Regions from separate parts of the Mus musculus genome. Here all the other regions are linked to region 1. Evidence: chromatin contacts called from public Hi-C data. All regions are on one chromosome and are shown on one strand. The core of a region is the stretch at or near the end of the contact, and the rest is flanking DNA. Distances in the headings are between cores, read along the strand shown.

Region 1 (3,285 bases), core at 576-3,075:
AGGAAAAGTGTGGTAGTGGTGTCAAGCAAAGGCAAGACTGAACCCTATGCTTCTGATGGGGAAGCGAAGTCTGGCCCTGGGAAGGCAATTTCTCCAGGTCAAACGTCATAAGGAAGGGCACAGGAGGTTAAAGCAGAAATCCTGAAAAAGTACAAGAGTTTGCAGGAAAAGCAACAAGGACCGGCTTTTATAGCTTCACCTTTAAGCCTTCTTCTTTGGGTAGTATGGCAGTCACTTTTCTCATTGCTGGGACAAGACTGCAACCTAAGAAAGGGTTCATTTTGACTTGTGGTTTAGGAAGGGATGCAGTCTGTTATACAGAGGAAGGCATGGGAGCAGGGCTGTGAGGCAGCTCTCTCTCTCTCTCTCTCTCTCTCTCTCTCTCTCTCTGTGTGTGTGTGTGTGTGTGTGTGTGTGTGTGTGTGTGTGTGTGTGTGTGTGTGTGTATTCTATATCTGTAGACAGATTCTATATCTGTAGTCAGGAGACAGAGAGCAGACAGGAAGTAGGACTGGACAATGAACCCTCCAGGCCCTCCTGGTGACCCACTCCCTCAAGCAGGGCTCCATCTACTTCCTAAGGCTCCACACTGTCTACCATCAAAGAAGTTTATATCCAAAACACAGCAGGTAGCAATGTTCACACCAGCTGAGGAGTCCCTGCTGCCAGACTCTTAGTTAACCTGGCTTGAATGAGATGAATCCTACCCCCATCTAGCCATAGGAGAAACACATAGTCTCCAGCTCAGCCAATGAGAGGGCTTCACTCCTGTGTCCGGGTGACTGATTGAGGGCAAGATGTATGCTTCGAGGTGACCCAAGAAGCCTCACAAATAAGCTTTCTCTGAAAGGCTACAGAAGAGAAACTCTTTCTACTGGCCTTGCTGGGCTGCTGGGGTCAAGGGCTATTCATGCGAGTGGGACTGAATTACCCTGAGAAGGAGGCACCACAAACAAATGTCACTCTGGGAGATAAAAGGAGACAAATTCTCAGCCTCATATGGAGTCCTTGCTCCAGCTGCACCTTCAGGTGACACATCCTGGATGTTGGTTGCCTTCACTCTTCAGTGTAGAGGCCAATGATTGATTTTGTAAATATGTGTGTCTCCTCGGCACTTGACCTAGGGGAGAAATATTCTCATTGATTTCATACTTAAACCAGATTGACTTAAACACCTGTCACTCACGTGTTTAAGAATCCAGCCCCATGTTTCAGATAAATAGTGGATATCAGCCACTGCTGACAAGACTGTGGCTGTGGCCATGAGGGAGGGTGACCAAAGGACCCTTACCTACCAGAATGAGGTAACGATGAAAACCAGAGAGGAGTTGAAGAGTACCAGGCTTGGTCAATGAAAATGCAGTTATTGTATCTGGAGAGACAGTTTCCTGCCAATGGGAGAGAACCTGAGCAAAGCTGCCTCCTGCTGGAGGGCCATAAGAACCGTGGGGGCAGTCAGCAGGGAGTGGGGCTGGATGGGTGACTTCAGCTCTTTCCTGGCCTGGTACTGCGTATTTGAATCTCCTGCTGGGCCAAGTAGTGACTTTGCAGGCCCTGCGGAATTCTCATCATTTCCCAGGGACCTTTCAGCTTGGGTTTGGCTCCTATGCCAAGGCTGTGACAGCTTTATTAGCACCTATAATTCAATGTGAGCATCAATGTGTTGGGAAACACTTTGGGGCTATCTGTTAAAGTCAGTTTAATTCCCTCTCAAATGCCTCTTTGTTTGCCAAAGTGCCAGGCAGAAGCCTTCCAGGTAGGCGGGGAGATGAGCCCCAGACAGGGATCAGCGGGACGTGTCTGCTGAGAGCACAAGTCACTTTGCTGGGGGCTGATGTCATTTCCAGTTAGTGGGCTCCTGGCAGAAAGGTCTGCAGAGGCTCAGATGACATCACTGGAGAGCAGCCTGTCATTGGCGGAGATAACAAATGGAGCTCAGCCCCAAGTTCCTGCTGCCCCAGGAAGTCTCAATTCATTCCTTGGCTTCGCTCCCTAAGAGGGGTCTGGAAAGGAGACTCTTTGGACCCTAGCAGACTGTCTTGCTGGCTACTTCATGGAAACAAAACAGAGGGGTATCTAAACTTTCCTCAAAGTTCCCAGTGACTGTTGTTATCACGTGCTGCCATGACACAGCAGCACACACAGCCGATCATCTACCCAGTGTACATGTTCCCTTCTGCTGTTCTAGAATCTGCCACAGCCACTAAGGCATGTCATTCTTCAAAAGATTGGATCTCCCCTTGGCAGATCCTCACTAACTCATCCATCCATCCATCCATCCATTCATTCATTCAACAAGTTCTATAGAATGCATATTTTTGTGATCATTGTTTCAGACACTAAGGATACTTCTTGACTGCCCCATCTGGGGATCTATCCCGTATACAGTCACCAAACCCAGACACTATTGTGGATGCCAAGAAGTGCTTGCTGACAGGAGCCTGATATAGCTGTCTCCTGAGAGGCTCTGCTAGTGCCTGAAAAATACAGAGACGGATGCTTGCAGCCAACCATTGGACTGAGCACAGGGTCCCCAATGGAGGAGTTAGAGAAAAGACTGAGGGAGCTGAAGGGGTTTGCAACCCCATAGGAAGAGCAATAATATCAACCAACCAGATACCCCAGGGACTAAACTACCAACCAAAGAGTACACTACTCATGGAGCAAACCATGACTCCAGCTGCATATGTAGCAGAGGATGGCCTTGTCGGACATCAATGGGAGGAGAGGTCCTTGGTCCTGTGAAGAAGGCTCAATGCCCCAGTGTAGGGGAGTGCCAGGTGGGGGGAGGTGGGAGTGGGTGGGGAGGTAGTGGAGCATCCTCATAGAAGAAGGGGGAGGGGTGGGGGAGGAGGTTTCCAGAGGGAAAACTGGGAAAGGAAATAACATTTGAAATGTAAATAATGTAAATAAAGGAAATATCCAATAAAAGAAGTGAAAAAAAAAAAAGAAAGGAAAAAGAAAACTCAAGCCTTTGCCTCTGTGAGTCTTAATTCTAGTTGAGATGACAGAGAACTAAATATATTATAGAATAAAGATGTGATGTCAGGGCAAAGCAGTCTAAATACGTATTGAGAAACAGGCTGTCTGTTTTAGATAAGACAGCAATTGGGGAGATGGTGTGTGAGTCTTGGGAAGAGTCTTCATTTCCAATGAGGAATCTGGGTTGGATGAGTGAGCAGATGAATGAATGAATCCAAAGGCTCTGATGCTCACTCAAGTCTTTTAGGTATATTAGAATCATCAGGATCGACAGTCATGGCTTCTAAGCCTGGTTCTCTTTGC
Region 2 (3,533 bases), core at 1,032-3,531, 290 kb after region 1:
TAAAAAATAAAGCAAAGAGGCTAAAGAGGCAGGAAAATGTCATCCCACATAGAGCAGGTTTGATGAGCCTTCTCTCCATTCTGAGAATAACGCACCATCACTAACAGTTTAAGCTAGGGCTGCGCTCTGGCGGTGTTGTGGGGAACAGGTTGGAAAGTTCTGAAATCATAAAATAAATGTGCGCTTTTTATTGCCTATGTTTTGTGTCCTATCTTTAACCCATTGTAATTTTCTTCTTACACTTGATTATATGAGGTGAGTTAGGAAGCTTGCTGAAAACTGCATCGGCTGCCTTACCATTGTTCTTGGATAATAAAGTATCCCTCAGAGTGTTTTGGGTAAGGACCAAAGACACACAGGTTGAATTTATGTTTATATTTTTCAGTGAAGATGAAATTTTCCCTTCTCCAGTTTTAAAGCCTTTTCAACAACCTTTCATTTATTTTTCTTCCTCTTCTGCTTAGTAAACAGAGAAGCTGAGGTGGTATGTAAATAGCAGCTTCTTGTTCAAGGAAGAGCCAACAGTGCTATCTATAAAAGCTTGGGTGACTCCATTATGTGACCTAAGTTTACCAAAAAACACCAGTTAGATGAATCATTTTACAGAGTATAAAGACAGTGAAACTGTTGGATTGTAAACAGTAAAAGTGATTTTAAAACTCTTCCATTGGACTTAGCCATGTTTTTAAGGAAAATAAAACAAGGTAACAGTAGTATTTGTAAGTTAAGGTTTTAGGTACTCATATAACATTGTCACTAAAAAAAGTCAATTTTTTTCCCTTAAACTTAAGTAAAGTTTATCCATATATCAATTGATCCAATGATAGGTGATAGATAATTTATAGTCGATTGATGTAATAGAAAAGGTATAATATAGATAGATGGATGATAGATAATTGATAGGTGATTGATAGGCATATATGTAGACAGATGGTACATAATAAATGATACATAGCTAGTCAGATATAGATTGTAGGTGATAGGTAGCTAGATGATAAATGATAGTTAAATAGATCTAAATGATGGGCAGTACGTGATAGCTGGATGACATAGATAATTAACAGTTTGTACAGCTATGAGTCACAATAAGTGGCGCTGGGTGACATGTAAAATTCCTTTAGAATGAGAAATCCTATGTGTAGCCATCTCTTGGGTTCAGATCAGTGAGTAGTACATTCAAACAATACAATCATGTATGTTCTCTAAATGCATAGGTTGGGGAGGTGACTTTTCTGTTCCATACCCATTGTATACATTTGGCACAATGAATTTAAATATCAATATTTGAACATATACTAATAGATTTTTCTGTTTAAATTGATGAAGTATTTATCTACCCTGCTGTAATAAAAATAGTATCAAGTGTGAGTCAGTGATCCAAACAACCTGAGAACCCAGATTACTTCATTCTCAGACATGTTTCGTTGAACCGCGAGATTCCACTATTACGGAGAAACTAGAATGCTCAAGATGGCTGAAAGAAGAGGCAGCCAAAGGGGCATACAGGACTCCTAAGTACAACCAGGGAGTGTTAGAGAAGCAGGGGGTTATAAGATGCTTCTTCAACTAACTTAAGAATATGTGGGGGAAATCTTACCCTAAGTCATGTTTTGAGATTTGACCAAATCAACTTAGAGTAAATAAATAAGTAAATAAATAAGATAGGAACCTGGGATAAGCCCCATCTCAGCGGGCCAGCAGAGGTCATCGGTTGCCTAGCGTCATCTGTTTGACATCTTTAGACTATCTTAAAATGACTCTCTCAGACGCACTGCCAGAAAATAGCCTCTTCTGCCTTCCACTGAAAGCCAGAGGTAGCTTCATAAACCACAGAAAGGGAGCCAGTAAAAAGCTTCAGTACACAGCTTTTCTCCAAGTCAGTGCGCCTGCCTTTCCTGTGTGGCACACACAGGGTGTGTGTGCCTGACGCTTGCTCCTCCACGGTAAGCTGTATCTATCCTCCAACTGCAACACTGTATCTATCCTCCAACTGCAGAGACCGAGCTGCCAGCTGCAGCTCGGCTTTTCCTTTCTTTTTTCTTTCTTTCCTTTTTTCTTCCATGGGGTCATCTTTATCCCCAAACCACATCTGTCTTGAGTTTCTCTCGGATTAGTAAGGTGGATCAGTGCTCCCCGGGGCCTGCTCCAGCTGAAGTATTTTAATTTGACTAAACACCTGATTTATTTTATCTCTCCGATGAGAAAGGCAGTTTGTCTTAATAGAGCCTGTCAGCCCACAGCCCCATTCACAGCGATTTACAGGCGGCCGGGGACGCGGCGAGAGAAGAGTGCTGCGATTCTGTACTTTACCCTCCTCTGGAAAGCACCTAAAAGCAGCTATTCACTGCTACTGCATGTGGCATTTTAGAACTGAATTAGCTTTTTATTCAAGTAACTACACTTGTTGTGAATAGCTTATCTGTAAAATTGCTACATTCACTACTGATTTTATTAACCTTTGGCTCTATCACAAAATGGTCTTCAGTTAGGAAAGACCTTTAAAATTGACACGTTTTTTTTCCCCCCCTGAGGGGCCTTTATTCCAGTGACTTCAGATTTACTGAATTTGATCCACTGAATTCTTTACCAGTTGTAGTTAAAATTTTGAGCCTCAATAGGAAGTCAATAGTGTGTAAATAAGGAAACACTTTTTTAAATGTAAATATGGTGGCAATTTCCCTCATCAAAAGTTTTCAAATACCATCTTTTATTATAACAGTTCAGAATCACCCCTCTAACCTATTGATAATTTCTTTTTTAACTTTTACAAACCTCTCTTCAGACTCAACACCAAAGGGAAAAATACAAAATATATAAGAATCTATGTGGAACAGTTAATTTATTTTTTTGGCTTAAAATAGAAATCAAAAGTCATATTTAAGGTTAATTTAAAGTTCTTTCCCCCACATCAGTTCATAAAAGTTAGCACCATAATCTGCCAGCTAATTTTGCCCCTACAAATCCATATGATTACAATTGGTGGCACTAGAAAGAGAGCTGGGCACTAGGAGGCAAAGGCAGGCTCCGGGGCAGAGCCATGCACAGCAGGGTTGGGCACTTTGCGTGTGGACTGGCCTCAGTTCTTTTCAAATAGCTCCACACCCATGACTTGTAGAGCACAGGAATCTTTGTAGATAACCCCCTCAGCACTTAGTTGCAAAGTTGAACACTACTCTCCTGAGGGCTACATTTTTAGAAGAAAATAAGAAATGTGCACAGCAGTCAAGTGGGAGACAGAAGGAGACACTTAAAGAGAACAGGGAGGGAGGTCAGAGGGAAGGAGAGAGAAAAGGTAGCTGAAAGGCCAAGGGGGTGGGTGATAGAAAAAGACAGACACAGGAGAGAGAAAGAAGAGAGGGGGAGAGGAGAGAGAGAGCGAGCACTAAATTAAATTCTGTGCATTTCCCTGTATGTTTTTCCTTTCTAATGAAATGAGGGATTATGTTGTTAAAGTAATATTTACCAAGTCAAATAAAGCCAAGGGCAAGCGGCCGCATCTAACGCAAGTCTGAGGGGCTACAACATGAAACAAC
Region 3 (3,554 bases), core at 119-2,618, 490 kb after region 1:
ATGCAACACTCCTTTCTTTATTCTTTTTAGCTCTCTACACAGAGAGAGGGAGAGGGAGAGGGGGAGGGAGAGGGGGAGGGAGAGGGAGAGGGAGAGGGAGAGGGAGAGGGAGAGAGAGAGAGAGAGAGAGAGAGAGAGAGAGAGAGAGAGAGAGAGAGACTAATATAGAAGGAAAAGAGAAGTCATTCATTTCACTGAACTACAAGTATTGTGACCCTGGGAAGGGTGATTTGGCTTTGAGGATTTTAAAGAAATGGTGCTGTATTCAGTCTTTTTCTATCACCATCCCCATATACAAAGCCCTAGTAGATCCTAAAATTGTGGCATTTTCTTACGTACATAAAAAAATTGAACTGCTATTGCAGCAACATCTAAACAGTTTCCTGTAAACTTTCTGTGATGGAAGTCATAGAATTTATGGTAAAACCCTGTGGAGTGCGGAGACAAATTTCTTTCATATTTATCATTCATTTTATTCTGTGTGCATTTTAAGGAAAACCTTTTAAGGGTACCAATAATGCAAGAAAGCGACAACAACTAAATTTATTGTTAAGTATCACATCACTGGTCCTCCGGGAGCTCGAAGAGAAAGCTTAAATCAAGCTCCACACGCTGGAGAGGTTCCCAGAGATGTGCTGGCCCAGAGGCAACCCATCCAGAGCACACTGGGATCTCAGGACGGTGACAAAGAAATACTACTCTCTCAACTGAAGCAGGTTGGGGACAGCCCTTTCCCTTCTCTTTTCTTTTCTTTCTTTTCTTTTCTTCTTTCTTTCTTCCTTTCTTTCTTTCTTTCTTTCTTTCTTTTTCTCTTTCCTTCTTTCTTCCTTTCTTTCTTTGGCATAGTACAAATTCTCTCCCCCAAATCCTCCCCTCCTCCTGTTTCACCTGACTAAACTGTAGGTATTTGTCCCATCACCTGACTTAGGGGCTGGCTGGCTTGAAATATTAGAGAGAGGGAGAAAAAAGAACACAATCTACCATTGTTTCCCCAGACAACGACCTTTCATGTCCTTGAGGCTCACCATGACCTTTTCATCTTTCCTATCCCAATGGTCTCTCCTAACAACTAAAACTGCACTCAGTTGGGCTGAATTCCAGATTGTCATAAAAAGAACCCTGTCCTTTCAAAACAAAACCAATTTTTACACCAAGGTGGGGGAGAAACACAAGTCCATTGTTCCCTCCCAGATGGAAGTTGGAGTTACTAAGGCAACTGCTCTAATCCTCCTTTTTACCACCTTTTTCACATCGCTGGCCTATCAAGTATGCTACCTTTTAACTCATAAGCTCAAAAGCTGGTCGTCTAACTGGCTGCCCTAATTAGCTACGATTTTCACACTACAGACAACATGATGAGCTAATCGAAATTTGCAAAATAATGACGTACCTCCAGCAAATATTCCTCCTCCTGAGGCCCAGTCTTAGAATAACAATAATGAGAGCATTATTAGAGAAGGGCATTAAAATGCTGCACTGCTGCTAAACAGAGAACTTAATTGTTCTGGTCTTGTCCATTGAATCAACAACCTATTGTTGTGGACTTGAAAAATAAAGGACTTGAGAATGGGTGCCATGATGATTGGTCTGTGGCCATACCGGCACTCTGTGGAATTGTTTTCTTTTCAAACTCTTGATGGACTAGTAGCTTTGTTTAAAAGTAACATAAAAGGCGATTGTCTGGACTAAAAAAAAAAAAGTCCTATTTATTGAAATCCTTAGAAGCAGTTGCATGCATTTGTTCCTGACCCCTGAGATAAAAACACAGTGATCATAATACCACCATTTGTGGAGTCCTGTCACCACTGCCTACAGTAACTCGAGATAAGAGACTGTCTTTTCTAGCTACAGTAGGAAGGAAGGAAGTACTTCTGAGCAGAAAGCAGGAATGACGAAAGGTCAGATCCCGGAGAAAGCTCATTACTCTCTGAAGGGGGGACTTTAAAATAATGCGAGTCTAAGAACCCTGTGTAACTGCAAGTAAGAAGCACACAGCTTTTCCTCCCTGCCCACCCCACCCCCCAGCCCTTGAGATTCCTGCCTTTAGTGAAAGACAATTAAAATAAAATGATTATTAAACAACAGAGACGGCATGTCTGGGGCAACCTGGAGGACAAGAGACCTAAAAGCTTCCAGGTCTCTGTGCTTGTGCTCACCTCTGTCTGCAGCAGGAATAATAAAACCCTGGAGTTAAAGGTTAACTACTGTAGGATTCTTAGCAGAAGAAAAGCCCTGTTTACACATTGGAGAAGTGTCTTCCATATGGAGCCCTGGCTTGCTTTCTGTGAGGTCAGGCCAGGAGCTCCATGTGGAATGGTGGGGTGGGGATTGATTTTGTTCATAGTATTGGGGGGATCTATTTTTAAACCAAGTAAAATCTGTATTATATAAAAATGTATTACATTGTAAATAAGACCTCTTCCTTCATTCATCCTGTGCTCTGCTTCATTCGTCTTCATCTTGTTAGGCTAAATTAATTAACAATCTCGCTGCTGCACACTTTCTCTTTTCATTACATCAGATAATGGTGGGCATGTGGAGAATGCCCTCGCCACGGGAATTCTGCAACTGCAGGGCCAGGGAGAGTTTCTAGGTATCCGTGTAGTAAGATTCTCTTGTAAGTATTTATTCGGTGTGCCTTTTAGAGTTAACATTAAATTAAGCACCCAAATCCTTAATATATTATCATAAGAAAAATAGTTCCAAATAAAAGAAAAACTAAACTGAAAGGTGCAAGATACTTTAAACACACACATACACACACACACACACACACACACACACACACACACCCCACAACCAAGTCTCACTGTACATTTCACCTAAAATAAACTTTCCAAATTTGGCAGGTGTGTTTTCACAACGCACCGTGAGGCTGCATGGAAGACTGAGAAGACACACCCCGCACTGTTCCGCCCCTCGCTTTGGAATGTCTAGCATGTGATAAATGCATGATTAGAATCTCACTGGTCAGTCCCATTATTTTAAATCTATGAGTGCAATGTGGTCAGGACTTTTGTAAGTTTCCTTTTCATCCTGAAACCCAGTGGCATCTGGGGCTATGCAAATGGACAAAAAACGTAAAGCCCTTTTTAATCTTTTCCCTCATCAACCGGTGCTTCTTTCTCCAATCACAGCTTTGTGCGTGCTATCTTCCTGCACTCATTTCTTATTTAATTAAAACAGACACTGACAGAAGGACATGGATTAGTACTGTAATGATGCATTTACTCAGATTAATCGGAGGCTCCTTTTAGAGTAATGGCTTAAACAAAGAACAAAAGGAAATTGTTATGAAACAGCCTTTTATCCCAGGCAAAGGTCGCATTATGAGGTTTTTAATTTTGTCAGCTTCTGTTATGCTTTGCCTTGCTAGTGGAACATGAGAAGTGCTTTTACCCCCAATAAAGCCAGTTATTATAAAAACAGCCATTAAAGCTGCAAATTAAAATGTCTGATTTTAAAACAGGTTACTTAGCTTTCAGAATCCTCTAATTAGCATGGTGTGCATTGTTTTGAAGAAAAGAAGACTAAAAATGCTAATGACCTACCGC

Evidence for each region. A called contact is a pair of places that touch in the nucleus more often than the background predicts.
Region 2: a Hi-C map of the N1E-115 cell line shows a contact between it and region 1, with 4 times the contacts expected there. The contact joins two enhancer-like sites. A contact is called at or near these places in 2 of 484 Hi-C or Micro-C datasets (the N1E-115 cell line and nephron progenitors) and 1 of 115 datasets of contacts at active chromatin or transcription factors (stem cell-derived neural progenitor cells).
Region 3: a Hi-C map of the N1E-115 cell line shows a contact between it and region 1, with 6 times the contacts expected there. The contact joins two enhancer-like sites. A contact is called at or near these places in 1 of 15 datasets of contacts at CTCF or cohesin (pro-B cells), 2 of 484 Hi-C or Micro-C datasets (the N1E-115 cell line and Sertoli cells) and 2 of 115 datasets of contacts at active chromatin or transcription factors (astrocytes and stem cell-derived neural progenitor cells).

Annotation. Positions count from the first base shown.
Region 1 is chr7:115,372,451-115,375,735 of GRCm38.p6, forward strand. No RefSeq gene overlaps it. Among named protein-coding and RNA genes, the nearest start is that of Gm45999, 24 kb to the right of the region's middle. Within about 2 kb of position 1,826, at least 15 of the 459 cell types and tissues checked have an H3K27ac peak or open chromatin away from gene starts, as enhancers often do. A contact at or near this core is called in the N1E-115 cell line, where this site is marked.
Region 2 is chr7:115,664,985-115,668,517 of GRCm38.p6, forward strand. The region is part of intron 5 of Sox6 (SRY (sex determining region Y)-box 6); the gene reads right to left. Among named protein-coding and RNA genes, the nearest start is that of Gm51455, 170 kb to the left of the region's middle. Within about 2 kb of position 2,282, at least 56 of the 459 cell types and tissues checked have an H3K27ac peak or open chromatin away from gene starts, as enhancers often do. A contact at or near this core is called in the N1E-115 cell line, where this site is marked.
Region 3 is chr7:115,864,798-115,868,351 of GRCm38.p6, forward strand. All of the region lies in intron 2 of Sox6 (SRY (sex determining region Y)-box 6), which reads right to left. Among named protein-coding and RNA genes, the nearest start is that of Sox6os, 170 kb to the right of the region's middle. Within about 2 kb of position 1,369, at least 65 of the 459 cell types and tissues checked have an H3K27ac peak or open chromatin away from gene starts, as enhancers often do. A contact at or near this core is called in the N1E-115 cell line, where this site is marked.